Linked DNA regions of Mus musculus: region 2 is linked to region 1. A link is a contact called in public HiChIP or PLAC-seq data. All regions are on one chromosome and are shown on one strand. The core of a region is the stretch at or near the end of the contact, and the rest is flanking DNA. Distances in the headings are between cores, read along the strand shown.

Region 1 (6,099 bases), core at 2,201-4,700:
ACCATAGGTCCTATCCATTTGTTCTGGGGAGACTTTGTGAAGATGTGACTATCAGGATATGAAGATTAGTAAGGACTACCTTTGGGTCTGGCCACCATGCCAGGCATTGTTTTAAACAATGATGTTATATAAATGAGCAAAATATAAAGGAAGAAATGTCTACCTTTGTAGAGAAAACACTGTGTGTGTGTGTGTGTGTGTATGTGTGTGTGTGTGTGTGTGTGTTTGAATTGTGAAGCTAATATAAGAAGTTTGCTTGAGTCCAGGTTTCAAGCCAGCTTGAACAACACTATTATTACCCTGTCCCAAAACAAAACAATAATAATACCAAAAAATTCCCTATATAATTCTATATAATCCTTTTCATCATGGTAGTTTATATTTTACCCTTTCTGGGATAATTTTCCTGTTAAGTACTGATAGAACTAAGGCACACTTTATAATGACTGCATAATAATTAGAAACACTATACTCTCTTGGTGAACTCCTGCTGAGAACTTGTCCTGGTTTCATCAAATGACCTATCTCCTCACAATGAAGGAAGGGGCTAACCTGTTTCAACCTGACCTCTGCTTCCTCTTGGCTAGTAGAGCATGGTAAAGTTAATTAAGCTTCAATATTTCATTTTCCATATCTGACCCAGAGTGGTCATTTGTAGGAATAGTGATCATAGCCAGTGGATGGTGGATGCATCAAATATCACTCTGTCCTTCTTGTGCACATTGTAAACTATCTCATGACATAGATCCCAAATTATCTTCATATTGGTTAACCAAGTCAGATGAGAGGGAACAGATCACCTGTAGATGATTATGAAGAAATTAACTTGATCAAGGATATATAAAATCATCCCTCTTGCCCACCCTGAAAAACTGACCGTCTCTACATTCCCTTCTTCTGATCATGCCCAGTTAGTTCTGTTGTCTCTTTGGGTGTAACTGTAACTCAGACTGATCTCATACATGATAAACTCCCACCCATCCCCCAGAGAACTCATTGGACCCAGCCAAGACCTGCCTCTCTCTCCTTCTTCTGTATTAGTAAAACCCACGTACCCTGGATCCACACTCTCTTTCAAAGAGACACAGTGATAATATAACTTTAACTTGACGTAGTCACATGACTCAATTTCACGCTAATGAACAGTTAAGAAGCTCCGTGGAACACATCCATCTAAATAGCATCTTAATAACCTTGAGGGAAGCTAAACTTGAGCCTGTGCTACCTAGAGAAAAGGATTCTCAACCTATCTCAAGTTCACAGCCTTTCTTGTGAGATCAAGAGACAGCAAAACGCCCATGAGAAGTGGAGTGGCAAAGGGTTTTCTTTGAGATACAAACAAAAAGTAAATATTTTTTCTCATGAAGGAGGTGGGATTAAATCTAATTTATCTCTGTATCTTCGACAAGGAAGAACAGCTTCACCAAGGAACACAAGTGATCTTGGTATCTTGGTACCTTGGTGTCTACAAACCCCAAGACCTGTGTATAGTGACACCTAGTGGTTGCCCGAACTCAGTTCCTAGCATGACAGGCATGCCCGTGTAGCTGAAGGTTTTGTAAAGGAGGCATCTTTCCTCTATATATGCATAGGCTTTGAGTTAACCAGGTTGTTCATTGGCCTTTACACCAATGCCACAAAGTTAGGGCCACAAATGCACTCGATTTTAAACCATAGGAAATTAATATTTAATATTTACACAGCCCAGAGAAGTCACGGGAGTAAAAAGCAGCCATAACTGTGATGTGTCGAGAGATGATTTTGGCCAAGTCTCGAATCTAAAAGGTATAACATTAAACCAAAGCACAGTCTATTTCTCAACAGTTTCAAAGACCCAGTAGCATTCTTCACTACAGAGGTCGTTCCCAGGAATCCTTTCCTCTGCCTTTAACATCGCCCTAGGGTGGACCTGCCCAAGTGCTTATCGCTACTCTCGCTTCTTCAGGGGAAGTTAGAGGGGAGTTATCTACAGTGCACTAAGGAAACTTTCCCTTATCGTACGATCTATCCCTGGCCAGGAACCTTTTAAAACTCAGTGGTGTCTTGAAAGGGGGGTTGGTACTTCCTCTATCAAAAAAAAAACTGTCCCATGGAGTTGACTTCCTAAGGCCTGAGAAGGACTGCTTATGTAACATGCAAAGTAAAAGTGAGGACAGAGCCCTCTGGAATGTATCAAATTGAAGTCTTCTGTTACGTTTCACTTTGGGAATTACAGAAACGAGATATAATAAATATGGTTGGTTTGGTCACCGAAACATGTAATGAGGATAGAAGCTGGGAAATTATAATTGGATAAAAAATTTAAAAATGTGATGTGAGGACTTAAAGCATTTCATAGTCTGGTGGAAATATGGAATTGATTTTCCTGACCCCATAAACTAATTGACCCTGATTTTCAAGGATCCCCAGTCTTACCTTTGACCTGACATCCCTCCTTTTATTTTATATGTTTCGGGGTTGATAGTACTATTAATAATAATTATTATTATTATTATTATTATTATTATTATTATTACTACTACTGTGCTAAGGAGCGAACTCAGGGCCCTTTTCTGTTTGGTAACTGCTTTATCACTGTGTTGGACCCTGAGTTCAGGTGCCAAATAAGAATATTTCCTGTGGAGAGCAGATGAAGTCCAAGGCAAATGGATACTGTTGACCTGGGCATGAATCATGGGAATGCTGAGGCCTTCCTCTGCAACACTGACCAACAGCTGGCCTGTAGCCAGAGGCAGTATGGGTAAGAAGTACCCATTTAGCTAACCTGCCTCCTCGAGCATGCTGTATGTTGTAAACTTGCTGAGTATCCAGGCTGCTGGTGCATTTCCACTCAGACACAGAGGCACAGCCCACCCAATACCAGCACTCAATGTTGTTTGGGTCTGTCGCTCTTCATTTCTGGCCAGCCCCAGTCCCAGTCAGGTTTTCAGACTCAGCCCTGCTTTGGCAACTTCCCATCATAAAATTGAATGATAGGCCTGATTTAGAAATGTGTAAATCTCTATTGGCCTGACTATTTCACTGGACTTAGACCAGACCTCTCTAAATCCATTAGCTTATCAGTTGTTCAACCACAATCACACTGGACTGGTTGTTGTTGTTGTTGTTTTGTATTTTGGAGTTGTTTGTTTGTTTGAAATGGGGCCTCTCTGTAACCCAAGTTGGCCTGAAAATATCTATGTAGATCAAGATGGTCTTGAACTGGCAAAGACACACCTCTCTCTGCTTCCCAAGTAATGGTGATAAAGGCATATGCCACCATGCCTGACTACATTGGGTTCTTTCTTGATGGACATCAAAATTCTTCAATCCAAAGAGCAAATAAAATATAGACACTTTTTCATTGTGCTCTCTGAAGTTTTATGATTTTTTTATTAACACCTTAAAGCAAAATGTGTTAAAATGACAACCCAGTTTTGTCCTCTAGGGCATGTCTGACCTTGTGACATGACTCACCATGCATTACCTCAGTAAAATTCCCCACTTTAAAATGAGTGCCACACCTGCATCTAGCTATGCATTGAAAACAAATGGTTAAGGAAGATTTGTGAAGATCTTTTTGATAAATAATTTGAAATGGGATAAAATGGGATCATGACCATTGTTGGTATGGCATATTTAATCAATATACATTTTTGTTTTATGGGAACATACTTAATCACACATAATAATGTGTTTCACCGTGACATTTCATACACATAGATGAAATATTTTGCACATGTTTATTTTCTATTGCCCTTCCTTCTCCTGACTTCATTTCTGATTGCTTTATGCCTTCTAACTAGCCCTTTCACTTTCATAATGAGAGGTGGGGTTTTTGGTTGGTTGGCTGGTTGGTTTTAGTGATCTGGGTACAAATTCTAGTTTCTCTCCAAATTATAGAAATCCTTTGTCTTTTAATGAACTGGATACATGCATTGCCCATTTTTTTTAAAAAAAATGAAGATGAATTCATTTTCTCATCCCACATGAAGTAGACTTAATAGACTTTTAGCATGACTTTCTCCACAATATTACAAGGGAACTGGAGCCCAGGACAGGATATCATTTTGGAAACCACTAGTGTGTTTCTTATAACAGAAGCAAGTACTTTAACCTCAAAATTACACAATATCTCTTAGAAGTTAATGTGAGCAATAACAATACTTTTAAAAATTTCTATTGGACTGGCAGCCACTTCTTGAGTCAAGGAGATAAATTGAAAAGAAATGAAATACTAAATTCAACAAGTCCAACATCTCAAGAAGTATTACTTGGAAATATAAATCTGTACAAGAAATGTTAAAATAACCATGGAATTGTTTTTACCAGAAATGTTTAGAATGCATTTATACTCTACTGAGGAGAATCATGAAAGATAAATATATCAATTACTAGACATTCATAGATATGTGAATTCATGGATAACAGTGGTTATATTTGTGTATTTGTGGGGTATGTGTGTGCGTGTGAGTGTGTGTGTAGTATGTGTGAATTGTGAATATGTGTGAGTTTGTGTGAGTGAGTGTGTGTGTGTGTGTGTGTGTGTGTGTGTGTGTGTTATTTAAGGTCCCCCAAATAACTTAGAAAACATACAAGTTCAAACAGCTTTCTACCTTTTTGGACCATTAAGGTAATTCTTTCCTCCCTTATCCATGGGTGCTGCAATACAATTTTCCATGTAAAAGAAAGAGACTGTAATTCTGCCTTCCACTCCGCCCACTTCTCTGCTCCTCTGCTCCAACCTGTCTAATTCAAACAGAGAATGTCTTAGTGCTTAGCTGGCAGCGTGTTGAACTGTTGCCTAACTGTCTCCTGGATGTTTCTGGAGAAGACACAGAAGGCAGAACAGGCTGTTTAATGGAGCCTGTGGGTGGGTATGTGAACGCACATTAACTGTGTAAGTGCATGTCTGGAGGTATTCACATTTCCTGAAACATTACCACCTTGAAAATTCACAAATCAGGCTGTATATGACAGAACACGCCTGTAATTGTAGACTTGGAAGACTGAGGCACCAGAGGTTCAAAAGTTCAAGAGCAGCATGGGTCATAGAAGGAGACTGTGTCTCTGAAGATAAGACATGTTGGAGAGATGGCTGAGTGGGTTAAGGTGTTGCCTGTGGAAACTTACAGACTTGAGTTCAGATGGACAGCACTTACAGAAAAGCTGCTGTGACTGTATACATCTGTAGCTTTGTGGACTTGCAGGTCAATCTAGCCAAAATGGTAATGTAGCCCCAGGTTCAGCGAGCACACACACATACACACACACCTCAAATAATTAATATAAAAGGCAAAAGAGGAAAACACCCAATACATGTATTATACACATGCCCACAGAATGGGTGTCCTCACCCACTCACTCGTGTGCATTTGCATATACCGCAAAGACACATACACACACACACACACACATTGAATAAAATAAAATAAAATCCCAAACCATGGAGTTCTAAGATACTTTAAATAAACTATATAATAAGTGAACATAATATAGACAGTCAAAAAATATTTGAAAACTTCAATACTTCACGCCCAACAAGGGGAGAAACAACAACAGAAAACTAACAAAAAGACAGAAAACTTGAGCAGCCTAGCATTATAAACCAATTAAATCCAAATGATACGTATAGAACACTCTGGCCAACAATAGCAAAACATACAGTCTTCTCAAGTACATGGGCTACTCTCCATGAAGGACCACCATCCGTGAAATCATAAAATAAACATTAGTATATTTAAAATAACTCAACATAGTTTCCAACTGCAACGGAATGATATTAGAAATCAACAACAGCAGGGACTTTAGGAAAGACACAAACATAGAAATCAAACAACAAACTCCAAAATACATAGACCAATAAAATCATAATCTAGATAAAATGAACAAATTCCTACACAGACACAAGTTACCAAAACTGAACTGAGAAGTAGACTGTCTGAATAGTCACAGCAAGAGAAGAGATTAAACCAATTATTTAATCGAGAAGATGGCCTCATTTAGGAATTCCACCAAACTAGCAAGGAAAAAGGAACACTAATCCTCCACATTTTCAGAATCTGTTAGAGAGAGAAAGAGAGAGAGAGAGAGAGAGAGAGAGAGAGAGAGAGAGAGAGA
Region 2 (6,099 bases), core at 2,400-4,899, 290 kb after region 1:
GGATTGGTAAAAATCCTTTCCCAATTTGTTGGTGGCCTTTTTGTCTTAGTGACAGTGTCTTTTGCCTTACAGAAGCTTTGCAATTTTATGAGGGTCAATTCTTGATCTTTCAGCACAAGCCATTGCTGTTCTGTTCAGGAATTTTTCCCCTGTGTCCATAGCTTCGAGGTTTTTCCTTACTTTCTCCTCTATTAATTTCAATGTCTCTAATTTTATGTGGAGGTCTTTGACAGCTCCAAGTTTTTAAGCAGCCCATTTAAGGTGGAATTAGTGGATGACAATGCTACTCATTTGAAAACACAATGCCACCCCGCAGGGCGGCCCTGGCGAGTGTTGTTTGCTGACCTTCCTTGCCACCACCAAGGATGCCCTGTAACTTCATAATTGTTTGTGTGTACATGTCAGAGCAGAGGTTCGCATCCACCATGCTCTTCTAACCCCTCCGAAAATGGTTTGAAATATTGTTAAGAGATGGCTCTTGGGAAGCTCTGAAAAAAGGGAGCTAATGGCTAATTAGCTGTAAACTCTGTTCCCAGTGGGAATCTCTTAGGATTCTGTAAACTGGGCAATGGAACATCTGTACAATTGAAGGCTTTGTGGCACATTTTCTGTCCACTCACACAGGGTATGGACTGGAGGATTCCTCGCCATGGGGACTGAAGCTCTTTTGCTTAAGAAAACAACATAAAAGCCCAGTGCCTAAGAAAACAACACAAAAGGCCAATGTCCTTGCTTTTGTTACCACAGTGAAGATGTATACATGTACACACACACACTCACACACACACATAGACACACACACGTGTGTGTGTGTGTGTGTGTGAGTGTGTGTGTGTGTGTGTGTGCTGCTTTTGAATGTGACCTATGTAAGATAGATTTCATATATCCATCTGGAGGCTATATTAATTTGGATAATGGTGTTGAATGAGCCCCTGAAGTAGACTCTGCTTGGAATACTGTATTTATCCACATAGGCATTTAGATAGAGTCCTTCTTCTGGAGATGCTGTCTGTCTGACTTCACTAGTGAGCCATGAAGCAAGTCCTCACAAATGTAAAAGAGTTCAAAAGATTCCCTTTTCCCTTTCCAAAATATGACCCATTCAGTTTTCTATGAGGCACCTCCTTGTGCCCTCTTTGCTCTAAGTCTTAAGTGGAGCAATACATGTGATCAAAAGTGAGTCGATTCCTAGGGTCTAAGCTGTGATCCAATGGCAGGTTGCTTTCCACTGAGGTTGCAGAGCTTGGAACTGACCAACATAGAAATTAGGTCTCAGAATCAGAATCCAGATAGGTGACTTGATTCTCTCTTCAATCTGCATATATGAATGAAGACATTTTGGAGTGTTTGGGGTTTTTTTGGTTTTTTGTTTGTTTGTTTGTTTGGTTGGTTGGTTGGTTGGTTGGTTGGTTGGTTTAGTGTTCATTTAGAGTCAATACCCGGTGGGTATTAGGCAGAGATTGCTCTTATGATCAACTTGATCCAACCTAGAAGAAAACTCATCTGACAATTGCCCAGATCGTTCTAAATTGGGCCATGTCTGTGAGAGACAGGCTGATTGACAATTGATGTCAGAGGATCCAGCTCACTGTGCGTGGCAGTATATCCAGGTAGGTGGTATGGACCATATAAGAAAATGAGCTAAGTGTGAGCCGGTAAACAGCATCCCCCTGTGCTGTTTGTATCGGTTTTTGCTTGAGTTCCTGCTCTGGTTTCCCTCAGTGATAAAGCACAACCTGGAAGTATAAGCCCAATAAACCTCTTTCCTTTTCTAAGTTGATTTTGGTTAGTGTTTTGGCACAAAGCAGAAAGTGCACTAAAGCAGACACTATTAAATGTTCATCCATGCATTAAAAGGGGGAATGAAACAAACATTACCCCTCGTCGGTTCTACCTTTGGTGGGGAGAAAATGACCAAGGAATGTACCAACAGGCAAGAGAAAGGAAGCTGAAAGGCGTCCCGGAAGCAGGCAGGCACCTGCAGCAGGTCAACACTCCAGCTTGCATGGGCATGATGGTTGCGTAAGCCACTCAGTGTGGAGTCGGTGTTTGTCCAGATCTTTCCATCTGTGAACCAGGGATAACGATATCTGTGTTCACATGCTTTGAATTCCAGCTGTGAAAAATGATCCCTGAAGTGAATACAAAGTTGTCCTCCCTCCAGCATGAAAGATCTCTGGGCATTTTCTGAAGGTGTCGCATTTCAAAAGCTCGATGCTCAAGCAGGATGGCCGCCCACCCATGGGCTCCAGTCAGGACACCTACCAGTTCTGACCCAGCTCTGTCACCGGATATGTATCCAAAGGCAGGGTGCTTAAGCTCTTGAAACTCAGCCTGTCCACCTGGAGAATGATCTCAGCTCATTTTTAAAAATACAACTTGTTTTTAATGTTTTGAGAAGTTCATACGTGCATACGATATATTTTGATTATATTCTGTTAGATCTATTCCCCTTTGCTCCTTCCCAACTTTGTGTCCTTTTGGGTTGTGTGTGGTTTTGTTGTTGTTGTTGTTGTTGTTTGTTTGTTTTGTGACCGGCCTTATCCTATACTCATGAGAATGAGGTCATTCACTGCACTTTGGTTGACCTACCAGGAGTCATACCCTTAAGAAAAAGTGACTGTCCTTCCCTGAGAAGCCCCCAACTGCCAGTGGCTCCTCATCTAGGGGTCAGAGCTCACCGGTCCCTCTCCAACCAAGCTGGAGTATTGACTAGACCAATCTTGCACAGGAAAGTTCTTCTTTCTCTCTTTTTTTTCTGTCCATGTTATTTAAAGAATTGTATTTCTTAAACTAGCCTTGCCAACATAGACACTATATAAAGTTCATGGTTAGCAAAACACCCTGAGCAAAAGCAGCTTAGGAAAGGAACGGGTTTATGTGGCTTACACGGGCTTACACCGGCAGGTCATATGAGAGCGTTCACTGGATTCTGCTTATTTGCTACAACAATCTTCTTACTACACTGATGTAAGTAATTATACCCTTTCCCTATTCCCCTTTCCTGTGCATTGAATCCTCCAACCATCTCTTCCAATAGTTTTATAGCAATCTGAGCCGGTTTTTCCTTTCTTACTCCATAAGAACTTGTCCGTAAGAATCCAACATAATAATTATAAGTGGCAGTTACCATCTATCATCTATTTTGTGTCATCATTATGGAAACCCTAAGCAGCCCAATGGCATCATTTTTTTTTTATCTGAAATGAGAGGTAACTGATACACTGAGGGCTGGGAAGTTTCCTAGAGTTCCATGGCTCCTCAGAACGGAGAGGTTGGTCTTCTCCTAGCTCCAAACTCATAAATGCTCTTCCAACTAGCTCAACTGATATGAAGACAGAAGCAGTGGGGTGGAAGGAGGGAGGGGAGGGAAGAAAAAATACCAGAAAGGAATAAAAAATTAAATTCAGAGAATATTATTTTCACCCTCTTTCTTTGAAACAAAAAATAAGTGTATTCAGACCCATGGAAAGTGTATAACATTGTAATTCATATTATCTGCTTTAGCAGAGACCACAGGGCTGATAGAAACAATTATTGTTTTCATCGTTACAATGTTTTTCTCTGGGTCTATTTAGGAAGTGGTGGAAAGGAGGCAGCTCACCGATCTGTATCCTGAAGTTAGACACTGTTTCCTGTGTCAAGGGCAGGGCAGGCAGCCTGTATCTCAAGGTCAGAGCCTGCCTAAGACTAACCCAAAGGCTCAGCTCCCAGTAGAGGTAAAAGCTAATTCATAAATTCCGTGGCAATAAATCCTGTCTCAGCTTCTAAATAACCCATTCTATTTTCAAGTGAGGTCAAGTTAGGAAGCCGAATCCAGGGACAAGAAAGATCCAATAATGTTCTTGGCTGGAAAGCCTGCCATTCATCAACAGGTCACATGCCTGTCGTGCTCTCCGGCTTACCTCAAGTCATGACCATTTTGGGGAAGGTATGATGTGTGCCGAAAGCCTCAGCATTGCTCCTAAGGCTCTGGTGCCCCCGCCAGGAACTGTGGGCAGCTGATCCTCCATGGAGGTGGCTTCTGCAGGGGCTGCTTCAGCTGCAGCTCAGCGGCTACCAAGAGGCTTTATGCTCGATCATATCTATTGACAAGCTGAAAACTGTCACAAACTGAATGTTTCTTCAAGGTTATTTAAGAGTTGCTACAACTCAGGACTTTGCTTCATGCAACATCTGAGGGACAGGGGTAGCTTTATTCAGTTAGAGAGACCTAGGAAGTAGCTGGTACTTAATGTGCTATGACGTTCTTCCACACTTGAACAATAACTATGCAAGTTTATTCAACTTCAAGGCTCTTACCCAGACCCTAAGCCCCTTCTACGGAGAGCCACACTTGTCCCGCCCCACCACGATTCCCCTGCCTCCAGCATCTGAAACACAAGAATCTGGCAGACAGCGACTGCGTCTCATTTAAGACCAGTTTGCCAAAAAGTAAGAGAAGACTATTTATCAGCTAAAATTATGGGGTGTTGTTCTTCCTCTCTGGTTTTCAAAATTAACATCTACTAATGGACATGCTAATGCTGAAAGGGAGAACCTCACTGGTCCCCACCCCTAGACAAAGAACCATAGCAAATGCCAAGGGAGAACTCAGCTTCCCCAGGAGTAAGGTCCCTAGTAGTTTATCCTGTATCAAGTGGTCCCCGTAGCATCATATACATAGAAGCAGTACTAATGGATTCAGTAGTGTGTGTCTGTGTGTGTGTGTGTGTGTGTGTGTGTGTGTGTGTGTGTGTGTGATAGTCAAAGAAAAAGAGGCCATGAGTTTGAGAGTGGGAAGAACATTCAAGGGTTGAGAGGGAAGGAACGAGAGGAAGGAAGTGATGTCATATACTTTCATTTTAAAAGGGTTCCCAACTCTAAAATATATCCTTTTCTGTGTTTATTTCTTTCTTAACCACTTCAAATATGTTGCATAGTGTTGGTTTTTGTTTTGTAGAAGTTATCTTGACAGCTTTCTCTCCTTGCAAATATAAGACTCTTCACCATTACCCAAAGGTTTTGTTTTTTCTCTCCCTCCCCCTGGGCACCACTATTCTGCTTCCTAGGAGTCTGAGTATTCACACAGTGCCCAGGGAGGCCAGGGAGGGAGTCAGATCCCGTGAAACTGGAGTTATAGGTGGTTGTGAGCTGTCACGTGGGTGCTATGGATCGAACCTGGGTCTTCTGGAAGAGCAGCCAGCGCTGTTAGCGTGGTCTCTCTAACCCACAAGGTTCTATTACTAACTTGGGAAAATTGGACCATAAAATGCAGGTCTTCCTGGGGTTCCATTAGCATAGAGCTGTCACAGTTCATCTTGTAGCATGTGGTGGGGCTGCTTCTTTCGGCAGCTGAATGATACTTCATAGTATCTACATGGCACACTTTGTGTACTCTTGGTGAACATTCAGGGTGTGCCAGCATCACTTCCTGCTTGTGCTTGCTTGCTTTTCTCAGCTGAGACCAGCCTAGGAGATGTGAGGAGGTGATTTCTCCTCGGGATTCTTCACTGCTTTTAGAAAAGAGTGAAAATAACCAAACAATTTTGAGTAATTCAATTAAGCATTCTATCACATCAGTCGCACGTGTTTTGTCTTTCTGACCCCAATTATTCCTTGCCCAATAATAGAAAGCTTAACACACACACACACACAGAAATACACAGAAACACACACAGTCAGCACACACAGACCTTCTGCTGCAGCAATTCATCATAACAAGTGCTTTTGTGCACCAAGCGCATGCATGAGAAAGTTCATGGCAACTTTACCCACAGCCCAAAGCTAGAGACTCTGAGGTCCATCGGTGGATAAATAAGCTGTAGCATGGTCACACAACACAATGCTAAGTAGCTGAGAAATGTGAACCTTTGCGGCTGTCACCACATTCACGAATTTACACACACACACACACACACACACACACACACACACACACACACACACACTATCAAGTATGGTGTCGAGACAGAGTAATTATGTGTGATGTGAGTCTATTTGTATGGAGTTTAAAAATGGGAAAACCATGGACAGAGGGGTCAGTATGATTCCCAGTATTGGTTAGTAGGGAGTAGAACTATCTGGAATTCTATAAATATGTTATTTCTCTATCTGGAT

Evidence for each region. HiChIP or PLAC-seq counts read pairs in DNA pulled down with a chosen protein or histone mark.
Region 2: a contact with region 1 is called in a CTCF HiChIP or PLAC-seq map of CD8 T cells, with 7 read pairs. The contact joins two enhancer-like sites. A contact is called at or near these places in 1 of 15 datasets of contacts at CTCF or cohesin (CD8 T cells), 1 of 484 Hi-C or Micro-C datasets (embryonic stem cells) and 5 of 115 datasets of contacts at active chromatin or transcription factors (CD8 T cells, a beta-TC-6 cell line, bone marrow-derived dendritic cells and 2 more).

The regions. Positions count from the first base shown.
Region 1 is chr17:78,161,986-78,168,084 of GRCm38.p6, forward strand. No RefSeq gene overlaps it. Among named protein-coding and RNA genes, the nearest start is that of Gm32282, 35 kb to the right of the region's middle. Within about 2 kb of position 3,451, at least 9 of the 459 cell types and tissues checked have an H3K27ac peak or open chromatin away from gene starts, as enhancers often do. A contact at or near this core is called in CD8 T cells, where this site is marked.
Region 2 is chr17:78,447,757-78,453,855 of GRCm38.p6, forward strand. No RefSeq gene overlaps it. Among named protein-coding and RNA genes, the nearest start is that of Gm32464, 13 kb to the right of the region's middle. Within about 2 kb of position 3,650, at least 32 of the 459 cell types and tissues checked have an H3K27ac peak or open chromatin away from gene starts, as enhancers often do. A contact at or near this core is called in CD8 T cells, where this site is marked.